Regions from separate parts of the Sus scrofa genome. Here region 2 is linked to region 1. A link is a contact called in public Hi-C data. All regions are on one chromosome and are shown on one strand. Each heading gives the region's core, a stretch centred on a gene start, on an enhancer-like site or on the middle of the called end of the contact. The rest is flanking DNA. Distances are from core to core; before and after follow the strand shown. Region 1 overlaps RERE (arginine-glutamic acid dipeptide repeats protein). Region 2 overlaps RERE (arginine-glutamic acid dipeptide repeats protein).

What was found. A called contact is a pair of places that touch in the nucleus more often than the background predicts.
Region 2: a contact with region 1 is called in a Hi-C map of liver, with 8 times the contacts expected there. The contact joins two enhancer-like sites. A contact is called at or near these places in 4 of 47 Hi-C or Micro-C datasets (all in liver) and 1 of 2 datasets of contacts at active chromatin or transcription factors (skeletal muscle).

Annotation. Positions count from the first base shown.
Region 1 is chr6:68,966,421-68,971,414 of Sscrofa11.1, forward strand. The region is part of intron 12 of RERE (arginine-glutamic acid dipeptide repeats protein); the gene reads right to left. Among named protein-coding and RNA genes, the nearest start is that of SLC45A1, 35 kb to the left of the region's middle. Within about 2 kb of position 2,946, at least 14 of the 83 cell types and tissues checked have an H3K27ac peak or open chromatin away from gene starts, as enhancers often do. A contact at or near this core is called in liver, where this site is marked.
Region 2 is chr6:69,101,537-69,106,432 of Sscrofa11.1, forward strand. All of the region lies in intron 7 of RERE (arginine-glutamic acid dipeptide repeats protein), which reads right to left. Among named protein-coding and RNA genes, the nearest start is that of RERE, 150 kb to the right of the region's middle. Within about 2 kb of position 3,590, at least 9 of the 83 cell types and tissues checked have an H3K27ac peak or open chromatin away from gene starts, as enhancers often do. A contact at or near this core is called in liver, where this site is marked.

The sequences.
Region 1 (4,994 bases), core at 1,696-4,195:
CAAGACAGCTCTGAAAAAGGCACTGCAAGCAGACAAGACTCCACACGCAACTTTTTAAAAAGGGCACTTTGGGCGAACCCCAGGGGGCTCAACAGGTACACCGTGTACACACACACACACACACACACACAGTGTGTGTGCCCGCAGGGGGGGTGCGTGTTCCACTGATCCTGGCTGACAAAAGACCGATTTCTTATAACATACACCCCAAGGGAGTTCCCATCATGGTGCAGTGGTTAACGAATCCGACTAGGAACCATGAGGTTGCGGGTTTGATCCCAGGCCTTGCTCAGTGGGTTAAGGATCCAGCTGTAAGCTGTGGTGTAGGCTGCAGATGTGGCTCGGATCCTGAGTTGCTGTGGCTCCGGCGTAGGCCGGCAGCGGCCGCAGCTCTGATTTGACTCCTAGCCTGGGAACCTCCATAAGCCACGGGAGCAGCCCAAGAAATGGCAAAAAGACAAAAGAACAAAACAAAACAAAACAAAACATATACCCCAAGATAAAGTACCTCTACATGGAATTTTTAAAAAAGTTACAACACTGAGAAAGCGTAGGTCACACTGACTTTCCACAATGTTGCTTTAATTAGAGAAGATCAATCGCCCGACAGGCGGTATCTAGGGGTGCGTCCCCACCCCCGTCCCTGCAGGTGGGAGCTCCTTGGCTAAAGCCCACCCTGCCTGAGACTGGAAGTGCCAAAAAGAGGAGCAAAGGTTCTGTTGTCCAGCGACTGGGATCTAGCTGGAGAGACCAGTGTCGGGGACACTGAAAGAGAGCCAGAGTTACCACGTCAGAGACCTGTGGCCGAGGGGCACCATGGACACCCCCAGAGGGGAGGGCCCTGGAGGCCAAGGGTGAGGAGCGCAGGCCCCGGCGGCAGAGGCGGTAGCCTATACATGCGTCTCTTGGAGCCGTGGCTGCTGTGGTCACTCCGAGCACCGCTCAACAAGGCGTCAGCGACTGCCGAGATCGCCGATGAGGAGCCAGACACCAAGGAGCACCCACCACTGCCACCTCGCAGTTCCCCGAGATGATACCTGCCAGCAAGGGACAGCGGAGGAAGGACCCTTGGGTTTCTGGCTCCTCTGTTATGTGCTCTCCTACAAAGGCGGGGACAATACCCCGTGGTGACTGGGCTCCTGCCTCGTCACATCCCACCTCCTGGACGTAGAAAGCCATTCATCTACACCGGTCTCTGGCTGGCTGGCCAAGGGCGCGCGCTCTGCAATGCTCTAGGGGACTCAGAGCCCTGTGCTGACAGAAAAGTGACCTGGCTCTGATTTTCCCATGAGAAAATACAGAACAGGAGCCAAGGCTGCCCACTGTCACCTTTCAAACACAGTGTCCGAGAGGCGTGCTTCAAAGGGGCAGCCGGCACAGTAAACCAGGGCCCGCCCCGAGCTGCAGAGAAGCACGAGAAAACCCAGAGCGGTTCTTCCCCCTCCGCCCACAGCCGAAGCTGTTTTAGGGGCCGGGGGATGACCGAGGCCTGGGATGTAAGGCGGAATGGGGAGCTACAGCAGGCAGAAGGACACAAAAAAGGGAGAGAAAACTGGCGGGGACCACCTCCAGGGTCTCTGTCGCACCTCGGCCTGCCTGAAGGCGGTGGGCCGGCAGGCGCCCTGGTCCCCGTACCTCGCTGACTCGCACCGTTAAGAGAGCCCACTTCTATTTTTCAAATGTGGATATTCTCAGAGAGTTTACAATGGTATTGAAAGACGGTATCGCCTGGAGTTCCTGTCGTGGCTCAGTGGTTAACGAATCCAACTGGGATGTGGGTTTGAGCCCTGGCCTTGCTCAGTGGGTTAAGGATCCGGCATTGCCGTGAGCTGTGGTGTAGGTCGCAGACGAGGCTCAGATCCCGCATTGCTGTGGCTCTGGTGTAGGCCGGTGGCTGCAGCTCCGATTAGACCCCTAGCCTGGGAACCTCCATATGCTGTGGGAGTGGCCCTAGAAAAGGCAAAAAGAGCCCCCCCCCAAAAAAAGGTGGTATCACCCGCAGATTCAAATAAGGTTAGGCCCATATCAGATACCAGACAGAAAAAGCCTCAGGTTCACAACTGGAAGCCTGTGCTCGGGCATCGTGTCCTCCTTGAGCAGGTGAGGAAAACCAGGGCACACCTGTAAACCTGGAGTTAAAGCAACTTTCGGCCAACGCTTAATTATCAGCTTTCGGACAAGGGACCTGGAGCAGAGTCCATAATCTGAGGGCCCAGGACCAAAGCGAACAAGCCTCAAGGACTGTTGACACTAACATGAAAGAATATAAATTTCAAAATTCAGGAAGACAGTGGCCTGACGAAAACTCTCCCACGCTGCTGGCGGGACTGTAACATGGCCAGACCTCTTTGTGCGAGGGTTTGGCAGATCTGACCGAGCTGAATAAACATGGACCGTATAACTGAGCCACGCAGTCCACACCCAGGCGTTCACCCCCAAAGGATAAACACACATGTGCCCACAAAGACTTTTACACAAATGTTCACAGAAACGTCACTCTTAAGAGCCAAGCAACTCCTCATCAGGAGGACGAGCAGCATGTTATCGTAACCCACTACCGAGAATCCCACTGGGCAGTAAAAGGAAGACGGTGATGACGCAGTAACACGGACGGACCCCAGAGTCGGCACACTGAGCGATCGCGGCCAGCCACAAAAGGGTGCAGACTGGACGATTCCGTCTATGGCCACAGAAAGCAAAGCTGGGGTCGTCTGGAGCCTGGAGAGTGAGGGGCAGGGAAGTGCCTTTAAAAAGACCCGAGGAGGTCTTCGGGGTGACGCTGGTGCTGTACACACAGAGGAACACGGGTAGATCCAGCTGTCGGAACGCATCGAATGTGTGCTCTTCAGGGGGGCGCATTTTTGTGGCATATACGGTATGAATGAAGCTGACCACAATAATACTTAAATAAGAATCCAGACCAGGTTTTATTAGCTGCTTCTCAGCCACCGTACCGTCTAGGAAGGGATTAAACATTGGAATGGAGCAAATCTAGGAGGATTAGAAACAGCACACTGGTGACTGCATGGGTGGCTAGGTCTTGAGCACAAACAAAAGAATATTCGGGGAAAGCTCTGGTTCTACAAATAGGGAGTGAAGCAGCTCGAGGCCTCACCAGGAATGAAGTCAATTGAACTTTAATCAAACATGCAGAGTGTGTGCTGCGGAGACCGACTGCACATAAATCCCGGGAACAAAAGCTGTTGCAGAAATCAATAGCTTACTGAAACATTAACACAGGCAATCATTGATCAAAAGGCAGCTCCACAAAGGCAGCCTTGCAAATTAGCTTCTGCTTGTGCTGGCGAGCAAACCCAGAGGCATACACGCTGCCGACACGAGTGGCTATAATGATCATTTTGTTCCCAAAGCTCTCACCTCCTCTCACAACAAGGCCTGCGGTCAACACACCTTGGGTCTCTGCACGCGACTCAAGGAACTGAGCGGGTTTGGGGCCCGGGAAAAGGAAGCGGGGTGGGGGTGCAGTGCAGCCACAGTCAGCAGGTTCGCCTCCCCTCTCAGGTCCACCGGCCACGGGCACTCAGAGACTGGCTCCTGGATTTAGGTAACAGCTTCCCTCCCTGAGGCAGGCTCTCGGCACAGAGGAGAACTAGCCACATTAGGCTTCTCCGATTTCCCACCAAAAGAAAAACAGTGCCTGGGGCTCGAGTGCACAGAAGGGAAGGAGATGTCTGTGTGGTGGGCTGGGGCTGGGAGGAGGGGGAGAAACAGACACAGAGAGGAGTCAGGCCGCCCTGGGCTCAATCCCAGGCCCCTGAACCACAAGAGGTGGCTGCACTGCCCAGGCCCCCGGTGTGTTGGCCGAGTCCACCAAGTTCAGCAGGGCAGGCTCCCTGTGTTGCCTTGGGCATCTGGGCTCGGGGGGGGGGGGGGTGCAGTCTTGCCAGCCCACCTTGCACAGGTAGCTTTTCAGGGATAAACCCATTTCAGGTAAGTTCTGCTTGACCTTGGGCAACAACAGCCTGGAGACCCATTCCAGGGTGTGTGGGCGCCACTCCAGTGCCTGAGGCGGAGGTGGGGCCTGGACGGGGCTGCGGACAGCCCTGCCGCAGGAGAAAACCTGACTGGGCCTCCTTCGGTCTTCAAGCAGGTCAGTTCTACCCGCTCAAACACTGCCTGCACACACAACTGCTGTTTCCCTTCCCTCATGCCGCAGAGGTCGGGGAGAGCCTGTGAGCCGTCCTGCCCAATGAGAAGACAATTTCTTTAAAGGAAGATGAGCTACGTGGCTTCTCCCTAAGGGATCCTGGGAAATGGAAGCACAGCACAGGCTGCTGAAGGGAGGACACTGTAGGCATTTCACATATCAAAGGTTGGTTCTCGGGGAGCATGTCTGGGCTCAGCACGGCCACCGAGCAAGCTCCCCAGGCCCCAGTCCTCTCCCGCCTGCGCACAGCATCCCTTCTCAGAGGCCCCCTGGGAGACTGTGTTGGAGGCAGGAAAAGGTGGTCAATGATTTCATCCCACTACTGAAGCCTAAGGGAACAGCCCAAACTGCCTCCAACTCTGTGGGATTACAACGTGACTCCTGCCACCACCGCCCACGAGTCCCAACACCCCAAGGGGGTGGAAGATGGGGTCCAGGGACACAGCACAGAGAGCCCAGGGGTGCTGCTGTCTGCGATTAGGTCCTCTCCTCATGAGCAAAGGCAGGCTGCTGCTTTTGGAAATAACCCTTAACACGCATGGCCTGCTCTCAGTTCAGGGCAGGGCACACACAGTCTTTCTTCCTCTTCATTCTCACAGGACAATGCCATGGACTGGCAGGAAAAATGATGGCGCTCGTGGGTCTTCTGTTAAGGAAGGCCCTGGAAAGGCTGCCTCCCTGTACACGCTGGGAGGGGCGGATGCAGGAGGGCAGGCATCAGTCTAGTCCAGGGCTCTGGACCGCAGTGAGTGCCCAGTAGGGGCCGCCCGCAAACGCCTCTTCTGCTGTGAGGACAGTGGATTTCTTCTTTACCAAAGCGTCAACA
Region 2 (4,896 bases), core at 2,340-4,839, 140 kb after region 1:
CAGTCCCTGGTCTGGAAACTGAGATCCCACAACAAGCAGCTGCATGATGTGGCAGAAAAAAAAAGAAGAAGAAGAAAAGAAAACACAGATTGAAGGAGACTAACAGACATGAACAACTCAGCCTATAATGATGACCTGGATTCCTTTTGCTCTGAAGGTCTTCTGCTAGAGCCAGTTGATATAAAACTTGACTGGGGTCTCAGAATTCCAGGGTAACAACACTCCCTTGTTCATAGGAAATACACTAAGTATGAGTGTGTCATGCAGCCTCACAGTGACAACATATTTTCAACCGGTTCTGTTAAGCAAAGGTCGTCTGCTTTACCAGCACCTGTTCTGTAAGGTTGAGATTACTTCAAAACAAAGGAAAATAACATGAATCATGCAAGCAAAACACCGAGACAGGTGGACAGTGCTCACTAGCTATTGCTATTATGAGTAACATTACTGCCACTGTCATGGAGATTAAATACAAGTCCTTGCAAGTGCCTCCGTTAACAACGGCTGCTAAATATAATGAAAATAATACTTCAACCTTAATACAGTGAAAAAAAGAAAGAGGAAGGAAGGAGGGAGGGAGCGAGGGAGGGAAGAAGGAAGGGAGGAAGGGAGTTCCTCTTGCGGGTGCAACGGGATCTGTGGTGTCTTGGGAGCGCTGGGACGCAGGTTCGATCCCCAGCTGGGCACAGTGGGTTAAGGATCTGGTGTTGATGCAGCTGCAGTTTAGGTCGCAACTGCAGCTCGGATCTCATCCCTGGCCCAGCAACTCCATATGCCATAGAGCAGCCAAAAAGACGAAGACGAAGACAAAGACGACCAAGGGAAGGAAGAAAGGAAAGAAGGAAGGAAGAAGAAAAACCTGCTTCCTGAGGAAGAAAAGCAGAAGGGCACAGGTGATTACTGGTGACCGGGGACATTCTCTCCTGGGTAAGACAGAAGATCAGATCAGAGCTCTCAACTTGTGGTCCACCAACTTGTGATTATCAAGAGAAGACTGACATTTAAGAAGCAAAGAACCAGATGTTTCACGCTACAGACAAGCCTCTGGAGAGCCCACGGATGCTCATCTAAGAGAGCGTCAGAGAGCGAGAGCCTGCTCAGAGACCACCAGTACACAAACTGCTACCTTTTAAGTAATACATTAGCCTCAGCATCCCTAAAGAACACTAACTCAGCAAGGGGAAAGGAATGGCCTGGTACCCGGAAAGCTCATGCTCAATAACTTAAAAATAACGGCACCTCCACTTCAACGCTCACCACGCGGGCTTTTGATCTGACTGGGGCTCCATTCACCATCACCTCTTTCCCCTCCTGACTCACCGGCCTGGGGCAGAAAGGTAAGGAGAATTTCTCCAAGAAAGGAAAAGTAGAGACTGAAAAGGTCAAAGTACCAAAGAAAGAAAGTTCTGACCAATCAACTGAATGAGCAGAGGTGGGGGGATGCGAAGGTGGGGAAAGGACAACCAAAAATTCAATAAGCCCTTCATGCACCACAGAGGACAGGACAGGCTCATTTGCTTTTAAAGCCCAAATTTCCGTCTCAATAATTTTTTTTCAATTTTGGTTCTCAAATATTTAATAAAATATTCTGACTGTAGAGGCGTTCCCATCGTGGCTCAGCAGAAACGAATCTGACTAGGAACCATGAGGTTTCGCGTTCGATCCCTGGCCCCGCTCAGTGGGTTAAGGATCCGGCATTGCCGTGAGCTGTGGTGTAGGTCCCAGACGCGGCTTGGATCTGGCATTGCTGTGAGCTGTGGTGTAGGCCGGAAGCAACAACTCCAACTGAACCCCTAGCCTAGGAACCTCCATATGCCACAGGGGCAGCCCTAAAAAGACAAAAGACAAAAAAAACCAAAACAAACAAACAAAAAATTCTGACTGTAGAAAGGTTTCACATCACTATCACTTACGTATTCACCACAATCGTTGGGTCAGTTTCATCCTGGTCAATGAAGGAACTTACCCTATAGTTTTAGTAACTGCATATTTTCAAAGAATTTGATAATTAATATTCCAAGCAGAGGCAAGAATCCCCAGGGCTCGCCTTGCCACACGTCAGCAGCATCGGCCAGACGTTTAACCGTCTGCCTCGCAGAATCCGGACATCTCAGGGACGCGCTTCATGTTTGGCTTTTGGATGGCCTTTTTCTCCCCCCTGCTTTTGGATGCTTTGGGATTCAACATTTTATGGGTAACCAAGACCCTATGCTCGTCTCTTTTTATAAACTAGAACCAACCCATTGGAGCTTAACCAAGGATAGCGGTGCTCTGGTCAAATGCATAAGCTCTACTGGCTTAATGGAGCAGGACCTCTGAGCTGCAATCAATTGACTTCAAAGTTTGTAATCAGAATTTGGAACAAACCCTTCATGTAAAATGAGACTGTAGTTATATTATATTGCAGGGCATGCTGACTGGATAAGTAAATTTGTAGTGAATCTCATTGATTGAGCAAAGTGAACACTCCCTAAGTGCAGAAATGTCAAAACAAACTCCAAAGCAAAGCCCACTTACCAAAGGTTCAAAGTTCTCTCTCATCTGCCAGCCTTGTATTGTACCTGGAGCTAGAAACACCTAGCCCACATGTTTTGCCCAAGTTTTGTTCCTTAAATGTTTTGGCCAGCAAGAACACACAGTGTCACAATCCCCCAGCTAAGATTCTTAGGATCAGAGGTTCTTCAGAATTCAGAGGTTTTTGGATTTAGAAAGGTACCATATCGAAAACACCACATATTATGTAACACCCAATGGTGTCTGAGCAACAAGCCCTATTCTATCACACTGGTCCTTTATAGCAAAAGCCGTATAAATTCACAAAGAGTGAACTGAGTTAAGAATACAAAAAGCCTCCCATCAGTTCGGGTCAAGTCTGACCTGATGGTCAAATGAGTTCCAACTTAGCATAAACAGTTTTTGATCCTCAGAGCCTTCAGATTTCAGAATTAAAAATAAGAGATTATGAATCTGTATTACTGTGGATGCTTTAATTATATTAATGATTGGTACTCTGAGCAAAACAAACAAAAACAATTAATTTTGTCCTTACTGGGACTCCAATTACAAGCAATCCTGTGGCTTGATGTAGGCTGGTGGCTGCAGCTCCGATTTGACCCCTAGTCTGGGAATCTGCATATGCCACAGGCGTGGCCCTAAGATGACAAAAATAAATAAAATAAAAAGGATCTGTGCTAAACATGAAAGGAAAAAACAATCCCGAACTTTCACTACTGGCTAAGATGCTAAATAAATTACAGGAAATCACACAACCAGTTTTTAACTGCCTTCGGGAGATCTGCTATGAGAAATAGACGATTGCATCCAGACTTCAGTTGCCACTGCTCACTAGAGCTCCCACAGGACGGCGGGAAGGGGACAGTCACCAGACCAGCCATTCCCTCACTTCCAGTGCTCCTGGTGACTTACGTGCCACCTCATAGGATCATCGCAACGGTCGGACACGTCCTCCCTGATCCACTCCGGACGCCAAGAGTCGGCACACGCACCACACAGCCCCAGGGACTGCTCGTCCAGATGAGGCTGGATGGCACCAGGAACCAGCTCGTCACACAGGCCCCGCCCCTCACATGTGAAACAAAGAGACAGAGGCCAGCTGCTGGAGGGAAGCCACCTGAGCATCTGAGGACTGGGCTGAGCACAGGCCAGGCGGCGGAAACACAGTTTCCTAGTCTTGAATCACAGACACACTTGATAATCCCAGCAGCTGTGGGACGTGGACACCAAGCTCCAAACTTCAGAGCTAAGAAGGTGGCATTCAGGGGGAGGCCAGAGAGCTTGGGAAGTGGGCCACCCTAGCTCCACCACTGAGAATTTTCTCCCTCTCTGTGAGAAGTTTGAGACCTGCCACACACTGGTCACTAACAATACCCCTCCATGGCACACCTAGCCCACAATTTAATTAAAACAAGATTGATGGGAAATATCACTACCAAAGACTGCCAGCAACCACAACAAAAAATGAGACAAGAGCTTATGGGAGCCTCCAGCTTTTACACAGCTAAGCTATGTATCACTTTAAATAAGCATTTGGCAAAAAGAGGTGCAAAACCAAAATTAGTGAAAAATAAATACAACTGGCTGTTATGAACCCAACAGCTAAACATTTAAAACCCAAAAGCTATTTGGCTAATTCCCTAAAACAATCTAACTTGTGCAATACGAGAGCTGGCTATCAAACAGTTAAATAAACATGGCATCACTGAAATAACAGACTACTGTGTACCTAGACAGAAATCCAAGTTCAAATGTTCCACCCTCCCTTAGGTAACAGGAAGATATGACCAGACAGTTAATAAATGCGCATGCAGAATAAACATTTCAACATATAAGATGCCTCTGAAATATCATCATTGATCAGCTTCTCTGTCACTGGAATAGGGCATACTTTCACAAATGAAAACAAGAGCTCAATTTCACAGCTTTATAAAGGAAAAAAAAGATAAGCAACTAAGGTGACCATTTCACTATTACCCCATAGTTGCTGTCGAGTATACATGGGGAGAAATACTAAGACGTATGAGCTTTATGGAGCCTCTTAAAACCACAACAAAGAACATGCTGCCTTTTATTGACCCTAGGTTGACTAAACAGCAACAGTCCAAATTTTACATATAATTTCTCAGCATCCTACAGGAAGAGGTTTTCACTAAAACAATACCCATCTTGCAATTATACTGAATGTTGCGCTTCCATTAACTTCCTTCAGCCATGCATCTTTTCTTTCTTTCTAAAGCCTTGTATTGGTAGATTGACTGTGCTGAGCACAAACTACTTGATCACTTAATACCTTTTTTTTAAAAAATTCCTTAATAAGAGTGTAGTGCCATGATTGATACAGGATGAATATGAATGCATATACTCTTAGAGAAGTTCTTC